Linked DNA regions of Sus scrofa: all the other regions are linked to region 3. The links are chromatin contacts, called in public Hi-C maps. All regions are on one chromosome and are shown on one strand. The core of a region is the stretch at or near the end of the contact, and the rest is flanking DNA. Distances in the headings are between cores, read along the strand shown.

The links. A called contact is a pair of places that touch in the nucleus more often than the background predicts.
Region 1: a Hi-C map of liver shows a contact between it and region 3, with 5 times the contacts expected there. A contact is called at or near these places in 2 of 47 Hi-C or Micro-C datasets (embryonic fibroblasts and liver).
Region 2: a Hi-C map of liver shows a contact between it and region 3, with 1.8 times the contacts expected there. A contact is called at or near these places in 2 of 47 Hi-C or Micro-C datasets (embryonic fibroblasts and liver).

The regions. Positions count from the first base shown.
Region 1 is chr3:68,844,134-68,848,764 of Sscrofa11.1, reverse strand. No RefSeq gene overlaps it. Among named protein-coding and RNA genes, the nearest start is that of MOB1A, 6.0 kb to the left of the region's middle.
Region 2 is chr3:68,888,928-68,893,657 of Sscrofa11.1, reverse strand. All of the region lies in intron 3 of BOLA3 (bolA-like protein 3), which reads right to left. Among named protein-coding and RNA genes, the nearest start is that of BOLA3, 7.8 kb to the right of the region's middle.
Region 3 is chr3:68,685,067-68,689,405 of Sscrofa11.1, reverse strand. It overlaps the pseudogene LOC110260122. Among named protein-coding and RNA genes, the nearest start is that of DCTN1, 45 kb to the right of the region's middle.

The DNA.
Region 1 (4,631 bases), core at 1,630-4,129, 160 kb before region 3:
TCAGGGCCTCACCCTACGCCACTACCTTACCAGCCAACGCCACAGCCACAGCCACTCGGGACCCGCACCCCATCTTCCACCTACACCGTAGCTCACAACAACACTGGATCCTTAATCCACTGAGCGAGGCCTGGGATCGAACCTGTGTCCTCATGGATACTAGTCAGCTTCGTTTCTGCTGAGCCATAACGGGAACGCCTTCTATGAGAATTTTTGATTCAGGTTCGATGCCTGGCCTCGCTCAGTAGGTTAAGGATCTGGTGTTGCCACAAACTGTGGCGTAGGTCATAGATGAGGCTCGAATGTTGTGTTGCCATGGCTGTGGCATAGGCTGGCAGCTGTAGCTCCAACTCCACTTTGACCCCCAGCCTGGGAACTTCTATATGCTGCAGGTGGGGCTGTAAAAAGGCAAAAATAAAAAAAAAAAAAAAGGAAAGAAGCAGCATTTGAGCCACTTATGTATTTTGAAATGTTCTAGTATGTGTATATATTTTTAAAGTAAAAATAAAAACAAAAACCCAAGTGGAATTAATCTTGATAATATATTTTATTTAACCTAACATATCCAAAATAATGTGATTTTTAACATGGAATCAAGTTTTAAATTTTTAGTAAGATTTTTTTCCCCGCAAAATATGCTATGAGCATGGAGTTCCTGTCGTGGCTCAGCAGAAACAAATCTGACCAGCATCCAGGAGGACGCAGGTTCAATCCCTGGCCTTGCTCGGTGGGTTGAGGACTGTGTTGCCGTGAGCTGTGGTGTAGGTCACAAACGGGGCTCAGATCTGGCATTGCTGTGGCTGTGACATAGGCCAGCAGCTGCAGCTCCAATTTGATCCCTGGCCTGGGAACCTCCATACTGCTATGAGTGCAGCCCTAAAAAGACCAAAAAAAAAAAAAAAATGCTGTGATTGTATTTACATCTACACACAGATCAGTTTGGATGAGCCACATGCCAAGTATTTAGTAGCCACATAAGGCACAGCTCCAGATCATCTGTATGATCCATTCATTGCACACTTTCATTTGTGCTTGTTCTTGTTGGTACCAAAGTGCCAAGTGGTTATGATCGAATGAAACATTAGCAGAAGCAAACAATGTGAAAACAAGGCCTTAGTACCACCTGACAGCCACATGACACCATGGTGGAATGAAAAAACCAAAAAAAGGGGAAACTGTGGCAGAACTGAGGACAGCTCAGCAAATGGTGGTGCAGGAAGCCCAGTAGGAAAAAACCTTGCTCTGTTCCTGTCGCTACCACATTCGTGTTGCAGGTGATTGTATCTCATCCAAATATTACCTGTCACATTAATTATGTTATCTCAATTTTTATTAACTTTACTAGATTAGTTGGTGTTTAATTTATGACTGTGTGCTTTAATAGCTGTTTAAAAGCTATAACCATAAGGACATTTAGAAATCTATTATTGTATGATAACTCATATTATTTAAATAATGCCTAGAAGTTCCCGTCGTGGCTCAGTGGTTAATGAATCCAACTAGGAACCATGAGGTTGTGGGTTCGATCCCTGGCCTTGCTCAGTGGGTTAAGGATCCGGCGTTGCCGTGAGCTGTGGTATAGGTTGCAGCTCTGATCCCGCATGGCTGTGGCATAGGATGGAGGCTATAGCTCCGATTCGACCCCTAGCCTGGGAACCTCCATATGCCGCAGGAGGGGCCCTAGAAATGGCAATAAATAAATAAATAAAGCTTAAATAATTAAAAATATTTCCAGGAGTTCCCTGGTGGCCTAATTGTTCAGTATTTGGCATTGCTGCTACTGTGGCTCAGATTTGATCCCAGGCAGGGGAACTTCTACCTGCCGAGGGCATAGCCAAAAAATTTTTTTTTCCAGACAACATGAGGAGAAAGGAAAGAATTCATGAAAGTTTTTCTCCCTTTTAATGAGCCTATTCTAATAAATAGCTGGCCTTTCTTATCCTCTCTTTTCATATCACTGAGGAAAGGCCAGCTATTTATTAGAAAACCTTTTCAGAGAGCTAGATTTGAGGGTGGAGGAGAATGTGGGAAGCCTTAGGAATTTGGAAAATATCCCAAGTCAATATTTGACCAGGATATCCATATAGACCACTTAGGGATCAAAGATAAGATTTCCAAATATACAAACAAAACAGAAACAGTCTCATAGATACAGAGAACAAACCAGTGGTTGCCAGAAGGGTGGGAAGGGAGATGAATGAGATCGATGAGGAGGATTAAAAGGTAGCAACTTCCAGTTGAAATGACTTATTTAGTCAGGGAGATGTAAGGTACAGCCTAGGAAATATAGTCAATAATATTGTAATAACTTTGTAAGGTGACCAGACTTATCATTGTGATCATTTTGTAATGTGTAAAAATACTGACCTCAAACTAATATTGCAAGGCAATAACACTTCAGTTTGAAAAATAATAAAATGTAGGTGTTCCTGTTGTGGCTCAGTGGAAGCGAATCTGACTAGCATCCACGGGGATGCAGGTTCAATCGCTGGCCTCGCTCAGTGGGAGTGGGTTAAAGATCCAGCATTGCTGTGAGCTGTGTGGTGTAGGTCACAGACAAAGCTTGGGTCCCATGTTGCTGTGGCTGTGGTGTAGACCAGCAGCTACAGCTCTGATTCGACCCCTAGCCTGGGAACCTCCATATGCAATAGGTTTGACCCTAAAAAAAAAAAAAAAAAGAAAAAAGAAAAATAAAACAAATAAATAAATGAAAAATAATAAAATGTAAAATTTACAGAGTTCCTGCTGTGCAATGGGATTGGCAGCATCTCTGTAGTGCCAGGATGCAGGTTCCATTCCCAGTGGACTAAAGGATCTAGTGTTGTGGGAGGCAGTTGCAGTGTAGGTCCCAGCCGTGACTCAGATCTGATCCCTGGCGTGGGGACTGCATATGTCATGGGGCAGCAAAGAAAGAAAAAAAGATAAGATTTCTGTGGCGGTGTGGTGCGGAGCGGGGGGCGGGGGGGAGCGGACTTCCTAATGGGTGCAGGGCAATTTGTTCCCCTCAGATATAGCCTATAGTTTACAAAACCTGGGGAGGTTTTACTCCTTCCTTGACTCAGCTGGCCAGAGATCACTGCACACCATCTGGTCCCAGCAGATGCTGAAAGCAGAATCTGAGCAGCAAATTATACCACAGCCAACGCTGCTTTTTCTGAACCTCTCCAACCCCTGCCCCACCCCCATTCATCACCCAGTTCCCCTTTCCAGCTCCCTTGGGCAGAATCTGCAACCTTGCATTTTCATTCTGCATAAGTGCCCGGTCTTATCTTTCTGTAAGCTTTACCCAAACAACCTCACCCAAGCCCATGCCTCTTCCCACTCTGGTCACAGCAAAATTTCTGCCCCTCCCAGCTAGTGGGCGTTTTGGCAGCCTGTGTTTTAGCCCTGTCAGAAGTGGACGAAAAAAGACAGACTGTAAAGTTGCCAAGCTGTCCCTGCCCGTTATCTAGGACTCAGGTCACAGGTCATGAAAGTGAAGTCCCAATTGATTAGACATGGAAAACTCACTCAGCAAAGAAGACACATAAAAGTTTCCACTCTGAAAATGTCTCAAGTCTAAGATCAGACTGCCGTCAGTCATACACATTGGTAAATACATCTCGTGGCCCTTGCCCTCCTGGAGCTCACCTTCAGTTGGAGAAGACAGATATTAATCAAACAATTACGTAATTATTACTAGGAGGAAAAGCAGAGAATTCATTAAGAGCATTAAGAAAGTGTAACAGGGAGTTCCCGTCGTGGCCCAGTGGTTAACAAATCTGACTAGGAACAGTGAAGTTGCGGGTTTGATCCCTGGCCTTGCTCAGTGGGTTAACGTTCCGGCGTTGCCATGAGCTGTGGTGTGGGTCACAGATGTGGCTCGGATCTGGCGTTGCTGTGGCTATGGTGTAGGCTGGCAGCTACAGCTCTGATTAGACCCCTAGACTGGGAACCTCCATATGCCGCAGGCGCAGCCCTAGAAAAGACAAAAAGACGAAAAAAAGGAAAGTAACGAGATAGACCTAAGAGAAACTGGGGTATCTCAGGAGACATTTAAGATGAGACCCCAGAAGGTGACTTAGCTGAAGGAAGAGAGAGGAAAGAATGTTTGCTCAGAGTCAGCAGCACGTGCAGAGGCTTTGAAGCAGGTAAGAGTTTTCTATGATCCAGGCATCGAAAGAAGCCAGTGTGGCAAGAATGTGGTAGGCAGGGGGAAAGTGAGGGGAGCTAAAACCAGCCACCAAAAACTTTGATCTTATAGTTTTAAAAATTTTATTGAAGTATTGTTGATTTACAATATTGTGTTAATTTCTGCTGTACAGCAGAGTGATTCAGCCGTACACTGACACATATCCGTTCTCATATAGGTTATCACAGAACATTGGGTAGATTTCTCTGTGCTGTACAGCAGGTCTCCATTGATCATCCATTCCATATACAAAAAAACTGTGCCTTTGCCAGCCCCAAACCCCCAATCCATCCCTCCCTGCTCCACTCTTCCTCTATGGTAGCCATAAGTTTGTTTTCAAAGTTTGTGAGTCTGTTGCTGTTTTGTAAATAAGGTCACTTGTATCATTTTTTTAAATTCCACATATAAGTGATATCTTACATAAGTGATACAAGTGTTTGTCTTTCTCTGTCTGACTTTA
Region 2 (4,730 bases), core at 1,493-3,992, 200 kb before region 3:
CTCTCCCTGGGCTTTTCCGTATAGAACTCTCTCTATATTGTGCTTACCTCCTTTTATTGTGCTTTGGTTTATGGTGTTTTGCAGATACTGTGTTTTCTACGAATTGAAGGTTTGTGACATCCCTGTGTTACCAGATGATGGTTAGCATTTTTTAGCAAAGTATTCCTATTTTTTTTGGCCACACCTGTGGCATGTGGATGTTCCCAGGCCAGGGATAGAACCCAAGACATGGCAGTCACAACACTGGATCCTTAACCCACTGCATCACAGGAGAACTCCTAAAAAAGTATTTTTTTTTTTTTTTTTTTTTGTCTTTTTGCTTTTTCTAGGGCTGCTCCAACGGCATGTGGAGATTCCCAGGCTAGGGGTCGAATCGGAGCTGCAGCCACCAGCCTACACCACAGCCACAGCAACTTGGGATCTGAGCCGAATCTTCGATCTACACCACAGCTCACGGCAACGCCGGATCTTTAACCCACTAAGCAATGCCAGGGATCAAACCCGCAACCTCATGGTTCCTAGTCAGATTCGTTAACCACTGCGTCATGATGGGAAATCCCTAAAAAAGTATTTTTTTAATTAAGATACATAGATTGCTTTTTTAGTAATGCTAGTGACCACTTGACAGGTAAGAGTATAATGTAAGCATAGCTTTTATATGTACTGGGAAACTGAGAAAACTGATATGACTTGATCTATTGCAGTGGTCTGGAACCAAACCCACAATATCTCTGAGGAATGCTTTATACTGAAATACTGTTGCTTGGAGGCAGCCTGGGGCCATGTTCCCCACCAAGAAGAGAAAGCCGGAGTTCCTATCATGGCTGAGCAAAAACAAATCTGACTAGCATCCATGAGGACGCAGGTTTAATCCCTGGCCTCGCTCAGTGGGTTAAGGATCCGGCGTTACCATGAGCTGCGGTGTAGGTCACAGTCACAGCTAGATGCGGCGTTGCTGTGGCTCTGGTGTCAGCCGGCGGCTACAGCTCCAATTCTACCCCTAGTCTGGGAACATTTACATGCCGTGGGGGCAGCCGTAGAAAAAGATAAAAAAAAGAGAGAGAGAGAGTGAGTCAGCCAGTGAATCACAGACAGAACCTGAACCAGGATATCCTGATGTCCTGGCCACCCCTGGTTTCCCTTGGGTTCATGTCCAGCCCTGATGCCAGGAGCTGTGGCTGTGTGGGGGAACAATGAGCTGCCCCATCATCTCCATATTCACAAAGAAGCCCTCTCAGCTCTGCTGAGAAGCAGACATACCCCTATAAAAAGCCTCGTGTCACTGCTGGGGTCTGGGAACACAGACCCCTGGGCCATATGCTCTCTCTACTCTTGTTCCCTAGAGGCTCTCCTGTGTCTGAGCCAATCCTTAAAGCCAGTGACAACTTCACGTGAAGATCTTGGACAGCAAAGCCATCCAGGCCTTGACCCCTAAGCCCTGCACACTCCCCCTCCCACAGCCTTCCCCCAGCAGAGGGCTCCCAACACAGGCCACATACCTTACAGCTACAGAGGGCCTTAGATCACTTGGGTCACTTTAAATAGGGGAGGAAACTGAGGCCCTGGTATGCAAGTGACCTGGCCGTCCCACCATTTTTTTTTTTTTTTTTTTTTATGTCTTTTTAGGGCTGCACCCAAGGCATATGGAGGTTCCCAGGCTAGGGGTCAAATCGGAGCCACAGCCACAGCAATGCAGGATCTGAGCCGAATCTGCAACCTACACCACAGCTCAGGGCAGCGCCAGATCCTTAACCCACTGAGTGAGGTCAGGGATTGAACCCACATTCTCACGGATGCTAGTTGGGTTTGTTCACTGCTGAGCCACAATGGGAACTCCCCTACCATTTCTAAGATGTGAGTAAACATTTTTCAGCAGCAACCATGCCTGCAGCATTAGCTGGGTGCTGGTGGCACAGATGCAGAAGGCCCAGGACAATGAAAAAGGGAAGGTAAGTACCTCAGGCCCACAAGAAATGGACTCAGCACAACAGTGAGGGATGCCGCCAACCAGAGCCAGCTCGGCACTGCCGTGGGGATTGGTAGGAAGGAGCATTTGCTCCTGCACTGGCCATTTGTGGAGGAGGCAGCCCAGGAGCTGGGCAGCTGGGAGTGGAACAGGCAGGGGATAGGGCACTTGCCCAGGTGGGCAAGGTGAGGAAGGGCTGGGAACCTACCTCAGTTCACTGGAAAGGGTCAGGGATGGGCAGAGGAGATGGACCGAGGATCAGAAACCCCAGGCGGGGAGGGTGGGCCTGGGCTCTGCGGGCACCCAGGGTGCCCCCTGAAGGGCTCTGAGGAGGGCAGAGGCACCCTTAGGGGAGGGTGATGGGTAACAGGCAGGAAAGAGGCCAAAGAAAGGGAGAGAGGGCCACTGCTATTTACCAGACGCCTTCCCTATGCCACCTTCCCTGTGCCAGCACGAGGCCAGCTCAAGGCCAGCACGAGGCGGGCACGTGGCGTCAGTACCTCCTGCGATCTTCACCAGTGAGGAAGCTGAGGCTCCCGTCTCACTGTGACGTGGACGGAACAGCTCCGCCCAACACACAAGGGAGCTGGGTGCCCACTCTCCTCCCTGTGGCTGCTCCCCGGAGTAGGGTCAGGATGGATAGGGAAGGAACACTTGTTAGCTTGCTGTCCCGGGGACCGGCCCAAGGCAAATGCCAGTGACAATTTCAGAAGAGAAGGCTGATGAACCATGCGAGCTGGAAGAGTTGGAAGCCACGAGTTGGCAGGTTTGGTGAGTTCACTTGCCAGGGTGCCGCAGGTGATCACAGGGGTGCCCTGTCCTCAGGGAACCAGGCAGGGCTGTCTGATGAGAAGCTGGGGGGCAGGAGGGCAGATTCTAGCACCAGATACACCAAGTGACCTTTCTAGGATCCCTTGGGCCTGAGACCCTTCATTTGCCCAGGCAAGATCAACAAGGAGAGCTTCGCTCCAGCCCACCAAGCCCCCCTACCTGAGCCTGGGCACCCCCACCCCCCAGCTGTCACCCACCCCCAAAGAAACTACTTGCTCGGCAACCAGGAGCTGGGGAGTGGAACCTCAGGAGCAGAGTCTGGTCGCCTCTCTGCTTTCGACACTCCACCCCCAGATGGGCATCCTCCTACGTGAGAGCCTGTCTGAGGGCTGGTTCCTACCACCTCTAAAAGGCGGGCGGCTAACTCCCGGTCTAGCTTGGACCCCTGCAGGCCAATAGGCTTCCTCTTTTGGACGTTTCATTTTGCTCCTCCCCCCATGGAGGAGGGGTTCTCCAAAGCCAACATCCTCAAACGTAATCGCTGGAAAATGTCCGCAACCCCATCAGTAGGTTGAGGCACATGCCCGAGAGCCCTTCCAGTTGCTGTGGCCGACAAGGGCTTCTGCAAGGTCCGATCTGGGCAGAGGTCCAGATTCACAGAGAGATCAATGGGCAGGGGCCAGAGGGACGGTCCAGAGAGAGAGGGGCGGGGCAGAGTGGTCTGGGACACCTGAACTTGACCCTCGTGACCAGAGCTGAGCTTTACAAAAGCTCAATTAGTTCGCAAAGTCCAAGACTTTCCACAATGATGTCAAACACACACCGGCTGAAGCGGGGAGTTTACAGACACAGGCCAAGGGGTCAAGGCTGGAGCAATTTCGCTAGAGTAAGCACAGATCATGAGTACCTTGGGCCTTAGTCTGGTAAAATCTGATGTCACAGACCCCTGCTGTCACAGCTCAATCATGCTGTGACTCCGCTTCCCCACCAGATAGTCCCTAAAGAGGATAAAAAAAAAATCTTCAGGAGTTCCCATTGTGGCTCAGCCGTTTAAGAACAGAACTAGTTTCCATGAGGATGTGGGTTCAATCCCTGGCCTTGCACAGTGGGTTAAGGATCTGGCATTGCTGTGAACTGTGGTATAAGTCATAGACGCGGCTTGGATCCCATGTTGCTGTGGCTGTGGTGTAGGCTGGCAGGTACAGCTCTGATTCGACCCCCTAGCCTGGGAACCTCCATAGGCTGCAGGTGCAGCCCTAAGAAGAAAAAAAAAAAACACTTCCAATCTACAAAAACATATATCTTTTTAGTACTCCGGTGTTTACAAATATTACCTACTATTTGATATGCAACAATAATAGTAAAACATTGGTAGCTTTACACAGGGGAATGCAAAATACCTACTGGATGGCTTGTTATTAATTTTGAATACAATTAATATTCCCCAGAATCCAATCCCTGGAACTATTCCAGATTATAGCTTTCCTGCTCACATGACTGTGGTATTGCATTACCCTTCCCTAGGACTGACAATACAAGGCCATCCCTCCTCGCAGGCCCTTTCACACACGGAGACCAGTGGTCCAAAAGCACTGCTGCTTATGTAGTTCCCGTCGTGGCGCAGTGGTTAACGAATCCGACTAGGAACCATGAGGTTGCGGGTTCGGTCCCTGCCCTTGCTCAGTGGGTTAACGATCCGGCGTTGCCGTGAGCTGTGGTGTAGGTTGCAGACGCGGCTCGGATCCCGCGTTGCTGTGCCTCTGGCGTAGGCCGGTGGCTACAGCTCCGATTCAACCCCTAGCCTGGGAACCTCCATATGCCGTGGGAGCAGCCCAAGAAATAGCAACAACAACAACAACAACAAAAGACAAAAAAAAGACAAAAAACAAACAAACAAAAAAAAAAACAAATCCAACTAGGGACCATGAGGTTTCAGGTTTGATCCCTGACCTTGCTCAGTGGGTTAAGGATCCGGCATTGCCGTGAGCTGTGG
Region 3 (4,339 bases), core at 1,671-4,170:
AACTCTGTACGAAGATGGTGGACTGCACCCCACATGAACCACGGGATGGAGTGGGGCTCGAAGCCTTTGCCGCAGAAGGGAAAGCTGGGTATCAGGTCCCGAAGGATCTACTATACACCCTTCTTGTTTTCCAGCGCTGTTAGGAATTTTTCTCTTTTTGTTTATTTCAATTAAAAAAATGTCATTATCACAACATTGTAAATCAACTATACTTCAATAAAACTTTAAAAAAACGAAAAAATTTGGACTTCCTGCGTGGCTCACAACATACCTCCTCGGCGTTGCTTCTGCAGTGGCTGTGGCTCGACCCCTAGCCTGGGAACGTCCATATGCCGCAGGGGCAGCCACTTGTTTAAAAAAAAAAAAATGAAAAAATTAAAATTACCTGTCAACTATACCTCAAAAAATTGAGATAAAGCATAGAAAATATATGTACAAAAAGTTTTTCTTATTAAAAATAAATTTTTAAATGTAATTTACATTGGATTTGGGGGGAAAGAGAAGGAAGAGTTCAGTGCATCATCTTGAACTAGAGTTTTTTTTTAATTTTTATTTTTTCTATTATAGTTGATTTACAACGTTCTGTCAATTTCTGCTGTACAGCAAAGTGACTCAGTCATACATACATATATATACATTCTTTTTCTCACATTATCCTCCATCATTTGAACCAGTTTTTGATTCCTACTGAGATTTAATTTTTTTCATTTAATATTGAACAATGGCATTTTGTGAATTGATAACCATATCCATGTTTAAATGAATATAATTCTATAATTCTATTTTCTTATTTATTTATAGGATTTTTTTTCTTTTCTTTTTTTGGCTGCCCCGCAGCATATGACCCAAGCTGCTACAGATTCTTTTTTTTTTTTTCTTTTTTTGTCTTTTTAGGGCCATACCTGAGGCATATGGAGGTTCCCAGGCTAGGGGTCCAATCGGAGGTGTAGCTGCCGGCCTACACCACAGCTCACAGCAACATCAGATCCTTCACCCACTGAGTGAGGCCAGGGATTGAACCCGAAACCTCATGGATGCTAGTCGGATTTGTTTCCGCTGCACCATGATGGGAACTCCTGCAGTCAGATTCTTAACCCACTGGGCCGCAGCAGGAACTCCCTGCATCTTCATCTTTGCTAAATAACACACAGTGTTTTCCAGAGGGGTTGCAGTATTTCACACCCCTATTGGCAGTGTGTGATAGTCTAGCCTGATTATTTAAAGACAAGAGTTGGTAGATCTGGGATGCTCTGGTTCTCTGCCCCCTGGCATTTGCTCAGTTCCCCCTTTTTGCCTTCTCCACGCAAATATTCTCCCTCTTCTCTGAACTTGCATCCTGCTGCTGGCCTAACCCAACCCCACCACCATCACCACTCTCCCCTACAACACAATTGAGAACTCCTAAAACCTCATTTTTGCATTTTGTTTCCTGGTCCAGTATCAACAGTGGCTTTCCAGGGCAGTCAAATAACGTCTAAACTCCTTGGACTGGCACCCAAGGCTCTCCCATGCCCGGCTTCCTCATTTTTCCCAAGACTCGTCTACCCGCCCCCCCACTCCCCAAGGGGATGCGCTTGAATCCAACCAAGGGAACCCAGCCTGCTGGTGGGGGTGTAAACCAATACAGCCACTATGTAAAAACAATGTGACAATGTTTAATAAAGATGAAAATACACATACTTGAGTGACCAAGTACTTTCACTTGTGTATGTGTGTTCCAGGGCACACAAACAAGAATGTTTACACAACACCGTTTGTAGGTGCTCAAACATGAAAGCAACCTGAATGTCTATCAGGAGTAGAATGGATAGGTAAATTTCAGTCTTTTCACTCTGTCCCCGACTGACTTTAAGTGAGCGGGCATATTTCTTTCTTTTTCCCTTTCTTTTTTTTTAGGGCTGCACATGCGGCATATTGAAGTTCCCAGGATAGGGGTCAAATCAGAGCTACAGTTGCTGGACTACATCGCAGCCACAGCAACACAGGATCTGAGCTGCATCTACAACCTACACCACAGCTCACAGCAACACAGATCCTTAACCCACTAAGCAAGGTCAGGGATCCAACCCCTGTCCTCATGGTTACTAGCTGGATTCACATTACCACTGAGCCATAACAGCAACTCCAGGGCATGCTTCTTTTTCGGGAATATCTTTATTTAAAACAGGAGCCCAACTACCTACCTTCCAAAATAGAGAAAGAGGATTTTCTTCCACTGAAAAATTAATTTCCAATATCATTGTGTTAATATGTCGGAAAATTCTAACAAGCGGTGGTCATGTTTTATCATTCTGTTAATCTAAGTGCTCCTTTTCTTTTTTTAATTCACTTTTTAAAACGTATACACTTAAATTTATATCTATAAAGTATTGAATCACTATATTTTAATTGTACACTTGAACCTAATACTGTAATTGAACAACACGTCAATAATGAATAAATAAAATTAGCATATTGGAGTTCCCATTGTGGCTCATTGGGTAAGGACTCAATGTTGTCCCTGTGAGGACGTGGGTTCAATTCCTGGCCTCGCTCAGTGGGTCAGGGATCTGGCATTGCCGTAAACTGTGGTGCAGGTCACAGACGCAGCTCGGATCCAGCATTGCTGTGGCTGTGGTGTAGGCCAGCAGCTGTAGCTCCGATTCGACCCCTAGCCTGGCCATGGGTGTGGCCCTAAAAAGCAAATAATAATAATAAAAATTTGTATATAATAAAATCCATTCTCTTTCGGGGTTCAATTCTATGAGTGTTAACTATGCATGATCTTTGCATTTTGTAGAAAGGAGTATCAAGATAGATTTAAAGTAATTTATGTTAAATACTGGGGCTTTGGAAAACAAAGTTTGATTTCACAACTTGGTTGGTAGGTTGTGTTTACTCTCTAAGTTCATGAAAGTGAAGTTCCACCAATCGATTCTTGCTCAATTGTCTAAGACTTGACTGCCTGCCAGGAGGCCAGTCCTGGGCTGACCCTTTCCACTAAGATCAGGAGGGGCTTTTCTGTAAAAAAAAAAAAAAAACAGGCCCGGCTTTTACTCTTCATGGGAAACTGACAAGCTGTTGCTGCAGGTGAAGGATGCAGCCAAGGATCTTTCTAAGCCAAGTGCCCTTGGCTGCCAAGTACACAGGCAAACCTAAACTCCAAAGGAGGGTCCTCCATATCTGAGCTACCATGTCTTTTAGAAAAGTGTCAAGATTTGATGGCCTAGAAAAAGAATGTATATATGTATGTGTGACTGGGTCACTTTGGTGCACAGTGGAAAATTTACAGACACGGTAAACCAACTATAATGGAAAAAATAAAAATCTTTAAAAAAAAAAAAAAGATTTGATGGCCTAAGCATTAAGGGAGAGTGAATACTTGGCCCCTCATTTCTCCAAGAAAGGAAGGGAACATTGGACCATTAACAATCATAGTCTCCCAAGTACGTTGTCAGCTAATTTAACTGTTTAACCAAAAAACCCACCATTTCATTCCATTTACTCTGACATAATGCCAAAAAAAAATTAAATTTCTAATTATTATTATTATTATTATTACTGTCTTTTTGCCATTTTCTTGGGCCACTCTCATGGCATATAGAGGTTCCCAGGCTAGGGGTCGATTTCAGAGCTGTAACCTCCGATCTACACCACAGCCACAGCAACTCGGGATCCGAGCTGTGTCTGTGACCTACACCACAGCTCACGGCAACGCCAGATCCTTAATCCACTGAGCGAGGCCAGGGATCGAACCCGCAACCTCGTGGTTCCTAGTTGGATTCGTTAACCACTGAGCCACGATGTGAACTCCAAATTTCTAATTTTTAGGAAAAAAAAAAAGAAATTTCTGCATGTCATTCCATCAAGACTACCTTCTCCAGTATTTCATCCTTCCCACTCCAGCTATTTTGACCTTTCTACTTCAGTGAGTGAGTTCACAAAAACGGGATGCTAGGCCTCACCAAGATGGTGAACTTGATGGCCAGGCTCTCTGGGGGAGTAGGAATTAGCATCTCCCTCAAGTCCCCAGGCTAATGTCGTTGGTCAGGGGACCACACCTGGAGAATCACTCTTCTAAATCTAACTAGTCTAACTAATAATTCACAGGAAATATGAAAGGTAGAGGAATTTATTAACATCATGAGGAGGCATTTAAGGAAAAAAAAAAATAGACTCTGAGAAATAGTTCCTTCAACAAATTATTAGAGAAAAGCAAGCAAGCAAGAACCTAGAGTTCCTGCTGTGGTGCAGTGGGTTAAGAATCTGCCTTCAGGGAGTTCCTGTCATGGCGCAGCAGAAAGGAATCTGACTAGGAAACGTGAGGTTGCAGGTTCAATCCCTGGCCTCGCTCAGTGGG